Regions from separate parts of the Anas platyrhynchos genome. Here region 1 is linked to region 2. A link is a contact called in public Hi-C data. All regions are on one chromosome and are shown on one strand. The core of a region is the stretch at or near the end of the contact, and the rest is flanking DNA. Distances in the headings are between cores, read along the strand shown. Region 1 overlaps IQSEC1 (IQ motif and Sec7 domain ArfGEF 1). Region 2 holds the start of GP9 (glycoprotein IX platelet).

What was found. A called contact is a pair of places that touch in the nucleus more often than the background predicts.
Region 1: a Hi-C map of skeletal muscle shows a contact between it and region 2, with 3 times the contacts expected there. The contact joins the enhancer-like site here to the promoter of GP9 in region 2. A contact is called at or near these places in 2 of 8 Hi-C or Micro-C datasets (skeletal muscle and subcutaneous adipose tissue).

Annotation. Positions count from the first base shown.
Region 1 is chr13:18,677,298-18,679,997 of IASCAAS_PekinDuck_T2T, forward strand. All of the region lies in intron 3 of IQSEC1 (IQ motif and Sec7 domain ArfGEF 1), which reads right to left. Among named protein-coding and RNA genes, the nearest start is that of ACAD9, 170 kb to the left of the region's middle. Within about 2 kb of position 1,449, at least 1 of the 8 cell types and tissues checked has an H3K27ac peak or open chromatin away from gene starts, as enhancers often do.
Region 2 is chr13:18,369,690-18,372,389 of IASCAAS_PekinDuck_T2T, forward strand. GP9 (glycoprotein IX platelet) reads right to left here and starts at 1,331. Exons shown (of 2, transcript XM_072044275.1): 1 at 1,187-1,331. The region is part of intron 2 of CFAP92 (cilia and flagella associated protein 92 (putative)); the gene reads left to right.

The DNA.
Region 1 (2,700 bases), core at 199-2,698, 310 kb after region 2:
CTGCTGAACGCTTGGTGTCCCAGTCTCACTGCTCCCTTTGTTAGGGAAGGCCAACGTGGCTGACCATAACAGGCAGAAGGAAGGCAGCAAAAGGAGCACGGCAAAAGGAATGCCCTCCTGCAGAAGCAAAACTGGAAACCACAGTCCAGCCACTGCGTTAGTCACCAACCAAGCTACTGACAAAATCATCCCTTTGTATCCTGGGTTTTTATTTTCTATCAGTTCAGTCTAGGTAATTTGTAATGTTTTCCACCTTAGCCCCATGGATATCTGTGGGAACACGTGTAGCAGGGAGGGTAATACACAGGGTTGGGGACTTTTGTATGGAAAATTCCCGTGAGATAATTAAGCACCTCACACACAGTAGCCGACTTGATAATTGTATGCCAGTTTCAATGTGATCACGTTGTGCTCACTTTTCCTCATTAAAACTGATGGCATCTCACAAACACTGTATAATAGTCACTCTGGTGAGTGCTGACAGGACTCCCAGAAATCTAGCTTGCCACCAACATGCTTTAGCTGCACCGTGAGCCACAGCCACCTTATTAAATGTGTGAAGCACCACACGCTGCACCAGGTCGTGCATCTCCCTGCAATGCTGCAGTTCAGTACCGTACACTCAGCTCTTTCCCCTTCAGCCTGCTCCCCTGCGTAGCTCAGTGACCTACAACCCTGCAAAGTTACTTAACACAGAGCTTAACCAAAACCAGTAATGAAGTAACATTTGCAGTAGTTTTACCTTCCCACCTCTAGCTTCTGCTCAGCACATCATCTCAGCTTCCCTTTCATTAGCAGAGCCTGCCTTTGCCCAGAGATCTGCCAAATCATCAGGGAGAAGGCATTCCCTTAAACGTGCCCTGAGCTGAAGGGAGCAGGGACTTGCAGTCCAGCATTGGCTTTTGTTACGCAGCCAAACAACTGGCCCTGAAGGAGCAAGCTGCAGGAAGCTCTGCTTTGAATATCATGGATCAGAAACTAATGAGGATAGTAGTTTCCTCCCAGAAATCAGAAGGAATCTGGTGGATGGATAGCTCGAAACCCTGTCATAATGTCTTTTCGGGATGGTGCATCATTTATCAGACACACAGCTGTGTCCTGCATTAATTAGTGCAACACACGGGACCGGAGCGGCCGCCAAGAACCGAAGGCGGGCTGCTCTGACCGAATGCCTGCCCTGACCCCACACCCGCTTCGGAGCGCTGCCAGAGAGGGGCCCGGGCCCGGCTGCTCCAAGCCACTGCCTCCTCCTGCTGCTCTGAGAGGGCAAGGGGGAACAGCTTTACACCAAGAGAGAGGAGACTGGGATCAGGCGGTAGGAAAAAATTCTTCACTCTGAGGGCAGCGAGGCCCTGTCGCAGGCTGCCCCGAGGAGCTGTGGCTGCCCCATCCCTGGCAGTGCCCAAGACCAGGCTGGATGGGGCTGGGGGCAGCCTGGGCTGGTGGGAGGGGCCCTGCCCATGGCAGGGGTTTGGGCTGGGTGGGCTTTGGGGTCCCTTCCAACCCAAACCACTCTGTGACTGCTGAATCGCTCAGGCAGATTCTGCTGTCTGCAAATGGGAATGTACCAACAGCAGACGCCAGCAGGACACCTGCAGTGCTTCTGGTAACTACATTTCCATTTGGATTTCACTCAGAAACCTGTCTCATGGTAGCATGTCTGAACCGTGGATCGAAAGTAGAACAACCCAACTCCAGAGGCTTTGGCATAATTGCCTGGTAAGTAGGACAGAGCTATCAGTCTCTCCACTGATATTAGTCACCGGAACAGAATCCTACAGAAGTAGAAAATATGGTTCCATTAAATCTTTCTTTTGTATATGCAATTTCATAGTTTTACCGACATAACTGGTACCATTTACCTATGAAAACATAGTATTCAGAAGAAGGACTAAGAATATTAAATAAAACCATTGACATTCTCACATCTAAATGTACTGTTCTCATACACTGAGCTTTGGATATTTTAATGAACCATTTAGAGAAGAAAGTACTTAAATACATGTTTAATGCTGCTCCTAGAAATAGAAAGCTTTCCTCACTTGGGGCTTGAATGGCGTAGCACATTCCTGAGTGGAGCTCTGCTGGGTCCAGGGGTTTTGCACAGCTCCTGGCTGGGAAGCTCGCGTTCCCTGTGCTCAGAGGGCTGCTCGCTTTCCCAGGTCTCTGACAGTTAAGGCTGGATTACAAGTCTAAGCAGACAATGATTGTTTTTAGAAAACCAACTGACAGATACTTTTGTTGGATCACTTCCAGACAACGCATGGCTAAGAGACCAAAAGGTTTGCCCCAAAGAAAGAAATGAATCAGGAGAGGGGAAAAAAAAATCTTTAGGAGAACTCCGAACAAGCTTTTCTACTTGACATACTAGAGACTTAACTGAATTTAAACTGGGCTGTGTGCAAGCTACACGTGTGCTTCCTTCCATTTTTCCTCCTTCAGGATGCACCCATTTGCATCACATGTTTCTATCATAATTTAGAGAACCTTCAGCACAGAAGCATACCTAAACACTCATTATTATGATGTATTTTCCAAACCAAAATATAATCATGGTATTGCAAACAGATTTTAAATCTGTAAGAAAAATAATATCTAGGAAGGGAAGCCTTCTCAATGTCAACATAAAAGCCACAAGGAAATAGATTAAGAAGCTCAGCTAACTCTATTAATTTGGGATGACTGTGAAAAGGAAAAAGT
Region 2 (2,700 bases), core at 81-2,580:
CTCTAAAATTATTCCCCTCCTATATTTCCTACTATGTCTCTGCACCTAAAAATGCATACCAGGCCTTGGGACTGCACTGAAATTTTAAATACAAACTCCCTTGCTCAGATTGAGTAAGTCATGACTGTGGAACCATCTTTCTTTGATTTTAATACATAACATAATGAAAAAAAAAAACAACCAACCAACCAAACAAACAAAAACATTTCAATTCATTTGAATAAGTATATTAAGGCAAAAATGTCTGGCTATATCGTCCTGGGTACTACTCAGCAGGTACTGTAAAATGTGTTGAGTTTTTATATCACTACACCCGTAAAGAAGCCTCCTTTTATCTGAAGAAGGTGAATGCAGTTGTTGCAGTTGTATAATTTTTTTGTAGGCACATGTGAGAAGAACATTGAATATGATTTAAAATTAGACAGGACAAAGCCTTAGAAATAGTGGGCAGATATAACAGGCCTATTAACAACAACAAAATTACAGTTTTTTCATATATAAGGTGGTAAGGTAAATCCAGAGTTTAATTTACTTATTTAGAATGGAATTTTGAAAAAAAAAAATCAAATGATTGTTTTCAAGTGTACAGAGATTTTAGATTTTTTTTTTTTTTTTAAAAAAAAGGTTTTCTTATAAAAAAGTAAGCTGAGACTTTTTTCTCAAGGAAGTTTCATTTAATTAAGATTAAAATTGTGTGGGGAAAAATGGACTGATTTTCTTTTAAATTAATTTACTTCAATTTGATTACAAGGATTATGTAATTAGCTTCCTGAAGTTGGACATCTTTAAATTCTTATTCTAAACACTAAATTTCTATATTTTAAATGGGATTAATGCTACATAAAATTACAGACTTCATCCCAAAGTAGCTGAAATATTAATCTTAACAACCTCCCATGTCTTTGTTAGCAAGTAGTTGGTCTGAAGATCTTTGGCCTGAACCTAGGTACTTGTATAATAGTTTCCAAGAGATCTATTAGGGCTGTTCTTTTTAAAGAGACATTTTAAAAGGATAGACTGTGGGACTGACTGAAAAATTAGCGATATCTATATATAAAAAAATACCACTTCTGATTTAGCAGACAGGAGGGAAGAAATTCCAAATCAAATAAAATTAACAGCTGTGGCCAAAAGGCAGAAAGGAATTGGTGGTGAGAGTCAGGCCTGACCCCTGACTGCCACTTACCCCTCTTCTTCCCCTCTTGCTTCCCGTCCCTCTGCGCAGTGAAGTGCTGGAGCACACGGTGCAACAGAGCTGACTTTATGGAGTCAGTAAGGAAACAGCTTAAAGACAACGATCTTTTTCTTATGCATAATAGGAAACCATGCCCAGTGGAAGATGTGTCAAGTGGTTGACATGTGTCAGGGAATATAGCGCCTGAGGCATTTTTATATTTTCTGCAGACAAGAGGAAACGCTTTTCCGTCGTTTTTATTGCTAATATGCTTTTCCTATTACACCTGACAATTTAAAAGCCTAAAATAACTCACCTGAAATCTGACAAATTTCTTCCTCAGCTGTAGTAATCTCCATACAAATTTAAGAGTTAGCTTCAGATTCAACTTTGGGAACACACAAGCCTAACAAAGATACCAGGGAGCTAAAAATAGCCCATAAAATAGAGTTCTTGGTTGTGTTTTAGTCACAGCTACTTGTGTCTGATGAAGGATCTATGTGCATGGATCAATGGGTCAATTCGTATTTTGGTGTAGAAATGAATTCCCCAATAGTCAGGGAAGGTGCACGGGGAAGACTTGCCGTCATGGTTAGCAGAGCACAGCCTAGAGGATGGGGAACTCCTTGGCTCCCTGTATGCCCTTTCTCCCCAGTTAGGAGAGATGTGTCTAGCTCAAGAAAGGCCTAAGACCTTGCAAATTTCTTAGCTCTCATGTTGCTGGAGAATATCAGCAGCATGACATCTCAGAACGTAAGGCACTCAGCGTACGTTTGGGTGAAAGCCAGTAATTCAGGATGATACAAAACTATAATTTAGTTTTGACCTCTATTATTTCATACGTGAAAATTTGGTAGAGAATTGAAATACAGTTTTCCTTAGCTTTAGCTACAAGCATGAACACTAGAATTAATATTGCAGTTGACTTTCGGAAACCCAGTGTGCCGTGGATCTGATGTTTAATTCAGGACAGCTCTTGTTTAATATGTTGTTTTGGAGACAGGCCTTGAGCTGTGCTCTGCATTTTGAGGTGAGTTTCATATGTTGCAGATGCACTGTACAACCCTGCTTCTGAACTGCTGTTTCCTTATAACACGCTGTTCTTGAAGGCAGACTAATGTTTGACATTTAAGATTATTTGGATAGTAATTACTATTGTTTAATTCTTATTTATATTTAAAATGTTTTTCTTCCTTAAGTCCAAATCATTTACCAGTAGCCTGAAGTTTGTTAGGAGCATCCTTAAGAAAATGATTTGCTGTGTATCTCTGCTCTTTAGCACTTTAAAAGTTATTTTAAACACTGCTGTGAAGGCAAAAATACTTAAAACCCCTTTTGAATTTCATTTTTTTTCCCCTATAAGATGAGGAAAGTAATTTTTCTCTCGTTAAATGAGCAGTCCATCTGCCTGTCAGATGCTCAACAATTGGGCCTGTGAGTGGACTGCTAATAACGGGAAGATCCTTCTGTCTTAGGGATGGTTTCCTGCAAGTGTGGGTGGGATGTTTGTGGAATATCCAGTTTAT